Linked DNA regions of Mus musculus: region 2 is linked to region 1. Evidence: chromatin contacts called from public Hi-C data. All regions are on one chromosome and are shown on one strand. The core of a region is the stretch at or near the end of the contact, and the rest is flanking DNA. Distances in the headings are between cores, read along the strand shown.

What was found. Hi-C and Micro-C count contacts between places; a contact is called where the count stands out from the background.
Region 2: a contact with region 1 is called in a Hi-C map of cortical neurons, with 4 times the contacts expected there. The contact joins two enhancer-like sites. A contact is called at or near these places in 8 of 39 promoter capture datasets (cranial neural crest, embryonic stem cells, frontonasal cranial neural crest and 5 more), 8 of 484 Hi-C or Micro-C datasets (the C2C12 cell line, cerebral cortex, cortical neurons and 3 more) and 1 of 115 datasets of contacts at active chromatin or transcription factors (neural progenitor cells).

The regions. Positions count from the first base shown.
Region 1 is chr6:101,414,761-101,421,708 of GRCm38.p6, reverse strand. No RefSeq gene overlaps it. Among named protein-coding and RNA genes, the nearest start is that of Pdzrn3, 40 kb to the right of the region's middle. Within about 2 kb of position 3,263, at least 3 of the 459 cell types and tissues checked have an H3K27ac peak or open chromatin away from gene starts, as enhancers often do. A contact at or near this core is called in cortical neurons, where this site is marked.
Region 2 is chr6:101,529,737-101,536,928 of GRCm38.p6, reverse strand. All of the region lies in intron 1 of Gm34335 (a long non-coding RNA gene), which reads right to left. Among named protein-coding and RNA genes, the nearest start is that of Gm34335, 14 kb to the right of the region's middle. Within about 2 kb of position 2,363, at least 9 of the 459 cell types and tissues checked have an H3K27ac peak or open chromatin away from gene starts, as enhancers often do. A contact at or near this core is called in cortical neurons, where this site is marked.

The sequences.
Region 1 (6,948 bases), core at 2,014-4,513:
CTTGTCATTTGTCTTGATGAGAATTGATGGGTCTGTTTCTCCAAAACAGGACCTTACATTCAAAGGTGTAGCTGGGGCAGCTACATGCAATTTAATTGCACATGAACACAGAGAAGTCTTTCGTACTTCTTCCAATACATAGATTCTCCTCCATCTTTCTTGAAGGGTTGGATCATCTCTGTTTTTTTTTTCATATTTGTAAGTCACGGATATGGAAAATATTTCTGGAGTCTACACTGAAGATTTCCCAAGCTGGGTGTAAATGAGGGGTGTGGGAACAGCGACAATGAATGGAAGATTTCCTTGGAAATTCCAAGTGGGACATGGCCTGACCCAGAGAAGGCAATGACTGCTTGTGGATGGGTTAACAGAGGAGACTGCGAGTCTTAGGCTTGGGGTAATGGAAGGTTCCCTAGCTACAGCTATAGCTGAAACAGACAAAGCAATCAGAATGAGATGTCATCGTGACTGCTGTGATTGCAGTCGCTGATTCAGAATGGGTAGGTTGGAGATGAATCAGAGCTGAGTTTGGTGATTGATTTCCAATAAAGGAACCATTCACTGACTCCTTCCATTCATGCCCAAGTTCTTTATCCTCTCATGCCTTGGCCTGATTTTTTACTCTAAAGAAGATTCCTCTCCCTTCCTCCCCAGTGTCAAGAAGCTAAATCCTGCATAAGCATTTAAGACGAACTAAGGGACCCAGTGACATCCTTCTGACCTATCCCATTGTCAGTCTCAAATCTGGACTCCCAAGGTCCCTGATCCAGCCGTGTTTGGATGCGGCATGTATCAGCTTCAAAATAGCACTGTCAATCTTCGAGGTTTTTCTAAACCTGTTATTAAATATAGCATTATTAAAAATCAAAGTGCATAAGTTTAGACTTTTATGAATGGCAGTAAGACCAAAGATGTTAAGGTGATTCTGATTTATTTTGCTGCAGTTTATTCCTGGGTTCCTGGAATTATTAAGAGGAAACCAAGCTATATGGCTGAGATGTATATAACAGGCCACAGCAGTGTCTCCTCAACTCTGGTGTGTTCAGTGATCCCAGATTAGAAGCTTGAAGTTGGACCTAATAGGGATTTTCATTGTGGAAATTGGCCTTGGCTACAAACAGGTTCTCCTCATCATGCAGAAGAGAAGCAGGTGCTAAATGTACACTGAACAGCATGGCTTGTTTTGAATACTTGTTTTGAATCATTTGCATAGCTGCATTCGTGTGGCTGCACACACATGCAGGATGGTGCACCTGTGTGCACTTTACATATGGAGATCAGAAATCAATGGCAGGGGTCTCTAGTTCGATTGCACGTCACTGTCGTTTTGAGACAGGGTCTCTTACTGAACTTGAAGCTTACCAATTTGGCTAGACTAGCTGGGCAGCAAGTCCTAGTAATCTTCCTATCTCTGCCTCCCGACTCTGGGATAACCTGCCACACCCAAGTTTTTATCTGTGCATTGGGATTGAATTCAGATAATCATGCTTGCATAGCAAGCACATTTCTGACTAAGCCATCTTTAGATACTTCACATTTTTTTTAAATAGAAAATCTACACCTCTCTTAGGACATGTATGAGAGATTACTGGTGTCAAATTCATAAAAGTACTTCAAAACTGAACTTGCTTTGAGGTCAAGATACATACTTTGTGTTTTTATTTTTTCAATGCTTCTAGTGTAGACTGTGTTTGGTGTTTACTAATTAGTGAAAGTTTTCTTAAGTCATAACTCAGTTCCGAGGGAGTAGAAAGTTGGACTCAAACATTACATTTAAATAAAATGTGGACATCTCTTGGTTGGTTCTGCCACTCCTAGATTACCAAAATTTCCAGATACTCAAGTCTCTTATAAAATAGTAGAAATTTGCCTCTGATTTTTGCACATACCCATTACTTTATAGCATCTCTTCATTGCTCAAAATATCTGATAGAATGTGTTATGAAGATGACCATGCTATGTAATATATAGAATAATTAAAAGAAAAGGTCTTATGCATGTTCCATACAGATGAAATTTTTTAATGAAATATTTATTTTAGCCATTAAAACAGAAGTTCCCATTGTGGGTGGTACCAACTCTAGGCTGAAGGTGTTGGCTTCTATAAAAAAGCACACTGAGCATGCCATGAGGAGCAAGCCAGTAACCAGCACCCCTCCATAGCCTCTACAATCAGGTCATGCCTCCAGCTTCTTGCCCTGTTTTAGTTCCTACTCTGGTTGCCTTTGATGACGAACAGTGGTATGGAAATATAAATAAAATAGACTCTTTCTTCTCCAAGTTGCTTTTGGTCGTGGTGTTTCATCACAGCAACGGAAACCTAACTAAGACAGTTGGTTACCTCTGCAGATACATAATAGACAAATTCAGAGGACCAGCTATAGAGTCCATTACACACACATGGACTGAATCAGCAAAGGAAGGATTGCCTACAGGAAGTCACGCAAGAAGCTGTGCTTGAAAAGGAAGGATTTGTGCAGAAAGGGACAGGAAAGAAATGTGGCCTGCTCGATCATGCTTATCTGTGGAAACAGCAGAAGGGAGAGGATAAATTAAAATAATATTAGCTTGAGGGTTCTGGTAATATAGAAATCTTTTTGTTTACTGTTTCTTTTATATTGAGACAAAAATCACCCTTTACAGAGGGCTGTGGGTGTAGCTCCATCATAGGGTCCCTGAGTTCCATTCCCAAGTAGCACTACACTCTGTAAAGTCCCTTGGCTTTTTCAGCAAATACTTGTGTCTTGGACATGATTCTGATTATGTATGAGAATAGGAGAATCACAGCCATTGCGATTTTGTTTGCCACTCCCCTCTGTTTGGATGCAATCTGATTTCACCCAGATGGGAGTTACCCTATGTGGACTCACTACTGCACTCATGGTTGTGTTTTGGGACATGTAACTTCACCTCCACAGCTAGTTGGCTCAGGAATGGGCATCTGTGCTGAACCGAATCTGAAAGGACAGAGGGACCTGTGGCATTACTCATAGGTATTTTTACCTGGATTTCTATGAATTCATAGGGAGTGTGAGGCAATTACAAGTGGTAGATAGTACCAAGGGTGCTGTAAAGATGGCCCAAATTTGAAGGGGTATCCACAGCAAACAAAAGCCATCTGGTAAAATCACAGAACATTTTGGGAAGCAGAAAAGGCCATTTAATGTACAACAAAGAAAGATGGAGATGAGGCAGGGGAGACGGAGAGGGCCGCATCAGGAGCTCCTTTAGTTCCTTTGTTTAGCAGTTACATTACGTAGTGTTAGATGCACAAAATGTAATTTACCCAAAGTCCTATTTAGTAAGCAGACTTCTCAATCCCAGATGGGTGGTTTTCTAAAATAGATATGTGATATATTTGTTTCTCTCCCACTCAGTGCCCACAATAAACATGCCTGGTTAAACTAGAGACACTCGCTGCAAAACTTGAATTTAGTTTCTAAACTTTTATCAAACTGAACTCTTGGAATCCCTTTTGCTGTTGTTCAAAGTCGGTGACTGAGTCTGCTACTTTTAAGTCCATGTCACCCATAGAGACCCTTGTAAAACATTGCTCAATTCTATTGGTAATAAACTGCTTCTCCAATGTAAAATAAATAAATAAACAAACAGAAGAATAAGAAAGAAAAGAAACCAGTGAAATTAGTCACCCAAAATCCAAATTAAATGGCCAGTAAAAAGGTGTTAAATTGTTTTAATAAGATCAGGCCTTAAAATTTTGTTTTATCATAAACAGTTGAGGTACATGCATTTAAAAACAAAGCTGTTTTGTAGTTGTAGATATGGAAAAGAAATAAGATGAAGTCATTATAAAGTGGTACTAGAAAAATAATTAGGAAAAATCATCGTTAAAAAAAATGAAAGGGATTCAGCAAATGGATGCTTTTCTACTGTATCAAAGAAGAGATGACTCAAAATGTGAAAAGTTATAAATCTTTTAGCTTTAAATAATTTGTGTAAGATATACTGTATGATTAGTGCTCTGTGTACATTGTGTCTTAATGGAATTCTAATTTTAAAAATGTCAAACTAAACAAAAACTTTCAACTTATTAGGTATTTTTCAGCTTTTATAACTGCTAAGAAAGATTTTTGGCTAGATATGAAAAAAAAAACTCTCATGATGCAAGATATCCAGATAATTAGTTCAATGTCCAAAGTTAATGCAATTTTAAATGTTTTAATTGCATTGTGTGTACACGCGAATGCATCTTTGTGTGTAGGTGCACACAGACACACACGCACACGCACATGCACGTGAGCCATGAGAGCTTATAGTCGTTAAAGGATAGCTTTCAGGAGTCAATTCTCTCTGCCGTGAGAGGCTGAACTCAGATCATCTGGCTTGATGACAAGTTCCTTTACCCACTGAGCGTCTCACCATTCCCAGTTAATGTCATTTCGAAGCAAGAAACGACTGAGACCTGTATTGATTTGTTCCATTGTACAACTTATATTTAAAATACATCCAGTTTTTCTCTTTTTGGCAAAGCTATGTATGTGTGCTGTGCTTGCAAACATGCATGTTTCCATATATGTGGGTACATGTCAGGAGTTCATGTGCATGTGTATCTTGTGTACGTGTGACAGTCCAAGATTGATGTTAAGTATATTCTTCAACTGCTCTCCTCCTTGTATATAGCAAGGCAAAGTCTTTTGCTAAACTCAAGGCTTGTCCTTCGGCCAGTCTGGCTGGCTAGTTTATGCTGAGGATTCCCTGACTCTGCCTCCTGTTCTAAGATAACAGCTGTCTACCATGCCCACAATGTGAGCTCTGGGGATCCCGTCTCCATTGCGTACTGATGTAGCTCCATCTCCACTGCATACTGATGCAGCATACTCTTTACCCACTGAGCCAACTCCCAGCCCTGAGCTCAGTTGTCTAAAGCAGACTCCATGAAAGTGCCATCATTACAAGTATTTTAAAATAGTCAAATATAGGTAGAAATTCTAGGGGCCCTTGTTCGTTTATGAAAATATGGATGCTAAGTGAAGACAATAGTAATTTTAGTGGTCTTAAGTATTTTACCAACTCAGTTGAGTCCTCAGAGCTTCATAAAAATCCTACACCAATTCAAGATTTTCTTGTAACAACAACAAAAAATGTTTTAGAAATTTAAATAATCAAAATCAAACATGTCACAGGATAATGTATTGAACACATTCATATCAGACTCTATATGAATGAACTTCACTTAGAAGTTGAAAAAACATTTAACTAGACAGGTCTGATAATTAATGATGAGATATAACTTTATAAAACAACTGATAAAGATAATGTCACACATATTCTGACACTAATCACTCTGCAAAACTTAGGCACAATAATTGTTAGCCTCAGATAAATTACCAAGGGAAACACTAAGAAAAATATTAAGGAATTCTTTATTGATATTGACAAAATCTACAGTTGTCTTTCTTTCCTTCTTCAGTTGTCTTTCTTTTCTTCTTTTCTTTTCTTTTTTCTTTCTTTTCTTTTTTTTCTCTCCTTTTTTTTTTTTTTTTTTTTTTTTTTTTTTTGAGACAGGGGTTTCTCTGTGTAGCCCTGGCTGTCCTGGAACTCACTCTGTAGACCAGGCTGGCCTTGAACTCAGAAATCCACCTGCCTCTGCTTCTCAAGTGCTGGGATTAAAGGCATGTGCTGCCACCACCACCCAGCTACAGTAGTCTCTCATTTGTGGTATATATTTTAAAATGTGATGTTCATAGCCATAAATTGATCCCAAATGATGAATTCATTTAATTTGGGCAAATACAGAGATGACATTAGATTAATTTTGATAAAAAAAATCAGATAAATTCTGTTTAAAATATTAGCCAATTCTACTTGAATACATTCATATTAGAGGATTATATGTTGTTTAAAGGATATATTTTGTTTATATTATGTGAAGTATTTTGTAAAGCATTCAGGTACATTGAAACATGTGAATCCACTTACTATTAAATTGTATTTAATTTCCTCTAAATTCAGGTCAAGAATTTCCATAGCCAAGAATATAGCTCAGTAGTAGGGTACTCACACAGAATATGCTGTTAAAATTTTGTAAAGGTTTTGAATAAAATATAGTATTCAAATTGAAATGTGCTTTTAAGTGCAAATATCATTGTTCAAGGTTTCATTGTAGAAAATATATTAAATATGCAGTTGGTAGTGTTTTCTATTGATTACATAAGCATTTGGTGATAGTATTGCTATATATAGTGGAGCTAGCTATGTCTAGAAGATGAATGTTACCTGCTTTTCATTGTGTCTTTGAAGATGACTGCTGGGGAGTTTAAAATTATAACTATAAGTCCTCCTGTATTTCTGAGACTGCGCTACCCTGGAGGTATGACTTTTCCCACAACTTTTTCATCTTCTCAGGCTCAAACTCTGACATATTTATCATGAAGTCTCTGTTTCTATCTCTTCTGGCCCCTAGCAATTTCCATCCTAATTCCTGTTTCTATCTGGTTGCCAATTGTCCCTCGTGGACTGTGTGCCTTCTGTCTTTGAAGATTTCAGTTGTATCGTCTAGCAGTATGGTTCAGTTTGATCAGAAACTCCATTTCCAGAAAAACATCCATGATTCTAAAGAATGAAAATATGTATCCGAATAAATGTGTGTAACCAATTTCTGTAACACATTTTGCTACAGACAATTCGGGTTTAAAGTCAGAAAGAAATGCTGATATCTTTACAGGAATACAAAGGAAGGATGTTAGACTGATCTATAGGGGTCTCAGAATTATAAGTGGCCTGCAATGTCTCTTTAAGCTAAGTAGCTCATTGAGCCCTTCATGGTTGTTATTGGAGACTTGAGTTGTTTACTGAAGCTGATAGAAAAGTCACATTACTTAGTCAAAATGAAGTTAGATAGTAACTGGAAGGGTTTTAGTTCTGTGAGTCACAACATCCATCTCAGCAGATGCTTATGTACAGCCACATAACGAGCGGCCTCAGAGC
Region 2 (7,192 bases), core at 1,114-3,613, 120 kb before region 1:
CATAGATGAGGTTGTTTGTGACCACTGGAAACTAAAAGCAGTCTTCAAATGCTCACCAACTCTGAAGGCTACATCTGTGTCCCTGATCCTGCAAGGGAATGTAAGTGAGTAAGCTACACATGAAATATGGGAATCCCACATTTAGTATTTTGTAGAAGTACAGAAGCAGGAAATTCATCCTATTCCTTTTGTTCCAAGTTCAGATCAAGCACAAGTACAGGTTAACCTCAGCTTGTTCATGTGTAAAAATAGACCTAAGACTTCTTATTCCAGGAGTTTTCCTTGGGGCTTCTAAAAACATTGTTCTTTCTACCCATAATCCTTTGCCATGTCCCCTTCCCTCTGATTTCTTAACTTGGATAATACCTATTCTTCTTAGAGATACACAGGCTACTGTCTCAACACTTGCGGTGACAGTCATGTGTTAGCCATCCCACATCTCTGTCCTCTTTATGTCATGCCAGGTGTCATCCCAGTTATAAAATAGGAAGTTATGTGGACTGAATGAAAAGAAAATATTAAAGGACTATGGAAAGATACAACATACCATGGAAGTCTGGAGAAAACATCACAAAAAAATACATAAAATCCTGATTTTGAGAGATTTGGGTAAGAAATGTGTTACTGCTACACCCACATCCATTATCAGAAAAACAACATGCCTAGTCACATCTGTGAGGTTTTGCAGTATAGAAAATCAAGCCCTGACTATCCAAAATGCCCTGGGGAAGTACAGAAAACCATGGTTTGATCCATTGTTTCTTTACCTTCCTTTCCCAAGGCACAGCAGCATCTACGAGGTGAGGAATCCTATCTCAACATTGTTTCTTCTTTACACTTAGCACAATGTCTGACACACAGCAGTAAATTTTGTAAATATTGTTGACCAAATGAATACCTAATGAGATGTAAAGTGTTTGACATAGCTCCTGTGTTTCAGAACACACAAGAGGGGAAAAAAATGTGTTCTTTAATGCCAAGGGCTATATCACATGCTCTTTGGTGTCCTTAATAGTATATCAGGTGGTTAGTATATGTGCAGCAGTGTTACTTAAATGATTAGTTGAATCCATGAATTAGTGAGCATGGATCAATTTAATGCAACTCTAGGAGGTTACATACAAGGGACATCTTTTTAACAAATGGCTGAGTAGATGATGGGAGGTCAATTGATGATCCAGAGAGGCAGCTGAACCCTACCGGGAGGGGAGTGTGATGGTTGATATTGATTGACAGCTTGAGAGGATCTAGAACCACCTAGGAGATAAACCTCTGGGTTTGTTTGTGAAGGAGTTTCTAGATACGGCGTTCTAGATGCTTGAAGACCTATGGGCTGGGGTCCTGAACTGAATAAAAAAGAGAAAGCAAATTAAGCTGCAGCAGTCAACATTCTGGTTTGTGGCCGCAGAAATGTGTAACCAGCTACCTGGCACTCCTGCCCAAATTCACTTCCTGTCATGATGCACTGCATCCTCAAATTATGAGCTAGGATCAACCCAATCTTCCTTTAGTTGTTTTCAAAGGTTATTTTGTTTTAGCAAAGAAAAAGGCGACTAATGCAAGGAGCATTAAAACATGTGATGGACATTGATGATTTGGGCATGGGTTGCCTACCACCCATTTTTTCATTGAAATTTATTTATATACACGTCAAAAACAAATGCTTCTTTCTTCTCCTCATTCACTTCTCCACATTGATACCTCTTTCTTTTCATCCAGCAGCTTGATCATGTGGAGATACCCAAAACCCCCATGTGATTCTCATCTTAAAGCACTATATAAATCTACAACCTTCTATATAGAGAGCCCTACTTATGAAAGCTCAAAATCTCTCATCTCTTTGGCTATTTCTGATTACTCAAGATGTCAACCCAGCTTCTGAATTCTGATAAACAGCACTGATTAGTCTACCAAGATTTTTCATTCAAATGAAATTATCGGGCTCTATAAAATTATAATAGCTCTTTGGCCCGGCCCTGTGGCTTCAGGTATAGTGTTAAGAAAGATTCAAAAATGGGTTTGATTCAATAAGTCAGCAACTGTACAAAGCCTGATCAGTGTCCACAAAGATGCACAGTTCCATCATTGACACAGAATGACAGCCCTTTGTTAGGGAACACTTGTCATGAATCAGCTAAATGAATCTAGCTAAATGAGAATTTGAAAACACCCAGATGGCTATATTTATTGGTACAAAGATGGAAATTCTGAAGCGTGGTAATGTTCTCCTCTCCAAAGTAGAGTAATTTTAGAATTACTCTTAATATGCAACTTTAAATCATGCGAATTAGAACAATGAGCCACAGCATCAGAAATCCTGGTTCACTGCAGATAAATACCAGGAGGTGGCAGCATCTCCTTCGCCGTGTGATTCTGAACTTTGAGGCCATCAGCATCTGAAAGTTAACAATCTCACATAGCAGAGCAGCTGCCCAATTTGTTGGCTATTGTAATCTTTCTTTTATGATACACTCTTTCTCTTTTAAAAGAGATCCATTTAGCCAATATAGCCTTTAAATATGTGCACAATACTAATGATCTGTAAGCGGTGTGCCAACTCCCCCACGCCCTCCTATTTCCTTTCTGTTGGCTTTTATATGAGCAAGCCTTTGCATGTCTAATTGTATGGAGACAATTAGCTGACTATAAAATGCTGCCCCTCCCCCCAGTAACTTGCATGCGCAACTACTTACATAAGAATTCACTCACATATACTGAAGTCCTGCAGTAAAATAACAGGACCGAGGATTTATCTGAAACATCCCACATCCTGGTCCCTAAACACAACACCACATAACCATGTTACACTGTCAGATGATTTCATTTTGCTTTCTACCTGTTTTTTATATAAAGATGAAATGGCTGAAGTTACTACTGTCTTTCTGGTAGCATTATTATCAGACATAAATCCAGCAGTGAATGAAGTCAATATTAACTGAGTCTCAAATGAGGGGGCAGCAAATACATGCTAGGCACTGCTAATCATAGGTGGTAATGCCTCAAGGAGGGTCCAGTCTCAGGCTGTGCTCCTCAGTATAGGAATCACAAGCCTTCTAAGCTTTGGGAGTTGACAATTAGCATTAAAGTAAAATTTAAAAAAATCCATTCCTTGGGTACAATGGCCACACTTCAAGTGTTCAATCACAACCAAATGTCTCTAGTGGTAGCCGTATTAGAAACACAGATGTAGGAACTTCTACCATGACTGAGTTCTATTGAACAAGGTTGATCAGAAGGACCATCCAATTCATGGGAGTCAGTGATTAGTTTAGAATGTACTGTTAGACTGATATATGCAGGGGAGCGAGCGGGTAGGCTAGGGAGATGTCTCATTGGATAAAGTGCTTGCTTATACAAGTGTGAGGATCTGAGTTCAGATCCCCAGAACCTATGTAAAAGGCGAGCAGTACAGCAACTGTCTTTAATCCCAGACTTGGAAGCCAAAGACAGAAGATCCCTGGGACAAGGTGGCTAGCCAAACTAACCGGAATTGATAGATAAAGGCTCGTTAAGAGACCCTGTCTTGATTAATAAAGGGAGGACTGATTAAAGACAATACTCAGTGTCAAACCTAGGGCTCACCCACAGACATGCTCCTACATACATGCCAAAATGCATATATATACCCTATAAGCACATTCCACACACATGAAAACAAAACAAAACATAGGTAACATAAGAAGAGTGACAAACTCTTTGCAACAGCATTGAAGAAAATAATATACATATAGATAGATGAATATATGTGTGTGTATATATATATATATATATGTGTGTGTATGTATATATATGTATGTATATATATATATATATATATATATATATATATATATCTTCAATTAAGGAAGTTTTGAAGTTCCCCAGTATCCTGAAGCAAAGGTAAAGTCTGTGGAAAGATGCATCATCGACATGATTGAGAAAGACGAAAGGCCACAAGACGGTCAATGCCTGTGAGCTTCTCTGTATTATGGAAAGATAAAAACTGAGTGGCAAGAGAGTTTGTCAGGAAAAGAACAGGGGACTGTGAGGCAGCATCACTATGTCACTGTTTTGAGCACTGAATGTGTTAGCTCTTCTTATTCAAACAGAATGAAGGAATTAATAGTGGCCCCTTTATTCTGGGCACAGAAACAAGGAGCAGAGCGACTCACTCTTTCCACAACAGTGTCTGAGTGGAAAATGAAACCTAGTTTTCTTCGGTCTTGCTCAGAACCTCCCAGAACAAGACTGCTTTCCCTGACACATACCACACAGGACTAACAGGAGACAGCCCACTGGCCGTGTCACCAATAACATAGCTGGCCCTGTCACACCCTTATCTATCCCACTCCCTACTGAGGCGTTCCTCCCAAATGAGGGGGCAGCAAATGCTTTCTGCCAAAGTTAAAGCATATTCAAGCCGGCTTTGAACCCGCCTCCAACTTTCTGTGGTTACAGTTCATCGTCTGCTGGCAAAATGGGACTTCCTGGTTCTAAGATTAAAAAGACTTGGGAAGAAAAGGGAGAAAAGTGAACGACTTACATGACATCAATTGACTCTTGCAAAACAAAACCCTGGTGGGCAGAGCATCCCAATTATCCCAATTACATTTCTGAGAAGTGTACACACTTCCAAAGGTTTCAATAGAACAGGCTTAGAGGGAATATGTTTGGGGTCTCAAGACCTTTAAAAAGAGTTAGAGGCCAAACACAGCACATAGTGAGGACTATAAAGATTTTTTTTTTGGTAAGGATGAGAACGTCAGGCAAGAAGCGCTGTTGTAATCCCGTGTTCCAAGAATTGCTGGTCTTTCATAAGAGCGGAGGTAGGGATAGTGGGGGAGGGTGCAGGCTGAGCTCATCTTGTGGTTTTATTTAAACTGGAGTAGAGAGAATCAGCTTTGCTTTTTATTTCCATACAAATGCTCAAGGGGCCAGAATCCTCTCACATTCCTAACTCAGATCATTTTAGCAGTAATCGTTCTGAAATAAAAAATGCACCAAAGATGCAAGTTACTTCCTGGTAAAGAGTTACCAAGAGAGACCAAAGGAGCACATAGCAGGCTCCAACAACCTAGGGTTCAGAGCCTCCTTTTCCTCCCAGATGGCCAATTATTATTCATGTGACAACACCTCATACAATTTGATAGAGGAGAGCCCCAGTCAGGCCAAATGCTCACCTGCTTGGGACTCCATCTTTCTTTGTCATCTTGATTAGAAACTTGGGGGAAGGGAGTTGGCCTCTAGGGCACAGGGCAAATTTTCTTTAATAATGGCTAAAAGAAAAGGAGGGTGTAGCTGGGCATCCTGCCACGTGCTGCTGTGACTTAGCTTGGCACCTTGGTCATGTTGCCTGACAAATTTTAAGCTCCATTTCCTCATTAGTAAAACTGGGAAATCCCATAATATTTCCCAGTGTCTATGAGGATCAATTTGAGATTGCATGAGCTGTAGCCTTTGTGTACCTAGCGAAAGACTTGACATACAAAGGAAAGGTCTGGTTAATGAGGGCCGTGGTGTTTGTTACTGCAGGTCTAACACAAACTGACTAGTATATTGCAGAGCTGGGAAAAATGACTAGTCTCACAGATGAAATCATTTTCAAGTTCCTATTGTCTATCCCATCTTCATTAAGAAAAGAAAATTGGTGAAGACACCTGAGCTCAGCTCTTTATGGAATATTTAAATATACTATACACTATTAATAATTGGCTTGGTCTCTAGAACTCAGTCATCATTTGTAACTGAATATTATACCCATTGAATAAAAACTCCTCTCCCTCAGCATCCACAACCACCAATTCTGCTCTCTGTTTCTTTGTGTTTGACTATTCCAGATGTCTCACACAAATGGGTGCTAACCAACTTTTTAAATGTAGCATAGTATCCAACACTTCATTGATATTAGTCCATGTGGGAAATGTTTCTTCTCGTTAAGAACAGAATAATATTCTATTATGTCATATTACACATCTTATTTATCAATTCTCCTTTGGGTGGGCATTCAGTTGATTTCTTCATTACCATGGCTTTTGTGAAGGATACATTGATGATCAATAAGAATAATGATTTGACTTTTGATATCTTATTTTGTATTATTTGGGAAAATCCTCAGGAGAAGTGTTGTTAGATTAAATAACCATAACATTGTTCTATATGCTTTTCCATGGTAGGAGATTAATATTACACTCTACCACACATTTCTCCACATCCTTACCAATCCTTATTATCTTTTGTTTTGCCTGTTGTTTGTTTTAAAACCATCCTAACAGATTTAAAACAGTATCACCCTGGAGAGTTGTGAGTGTCTCTTCACAGAACTGGTAGCATTTTCTGTAACCTTGTTGGAGAAAGGTCTGCTCAAATCCTTTGCGTATTTTAAATTAGTTTGAGTTTCTGTCTGATTCTTTGTTTGGCTCTGTTATATTGTTTTGGTTTGGTTTTTTAGTTTGGTTTTTGAGACAGGGTTTCCCTGTGTAGCCCTGGCTGTCCTGGAACTAGCTCTGCAGACCAGGCTGGCCTTGAATTCAGAGATTCTCCTGCCCCTGCTTTACCAGTGCTGGGATTAAAGGTGTGTGTCACCACCAACCAGGCCAGGTCTGTCTTTTTCTTTCACAATTAAATCAAACAAGTTCTTGGGCTGTTTTGGATAGTATTCCTTATTTTTCAAGTTGTTTGTGACTGAGTGTGTGATGAGAAATGAACTAAGAAAAGGATGGTTATATTGGCTCATGTCTGAGAGGATGCACACCATAATGGTGGTGAGGGCATGGCAGTGGAGTGCTCTGTAACAGTGCGAGCACTGGCAACTGCTTGCTCATGTCAGCAAGGCAAGTGAAACTGTAATTTTCAATTGGCGTTCCCTTCTTCCTCTTAGGTTCAGTCTGGGCCCTCGCACCTGGACATGGTGCCATCTACCTTGAGGGTGGGCCTTTCCGTTTGGGGTAAACCTCTCTGGAAACAGCCTTATAGACACACCTAGAGGTGTGTCTCCTATATGATTCTAAATCCAGCCAAGTTACTAATGATTAATGCTCTTAGCTCCCTTGACTCACAGTATGAGATACTCTATGGGTTGGCTTCCTTTTCACTCTTAGTTGTATCCTTTGCTATGCTGATGTTTTTTAGTTTGATGTATCCCAATTGCCTATTTTTGCTTTCATTGCCTGTGCTGTTTCAGTAATATGAAGAAATCATTGCCAAGGCTTGTATG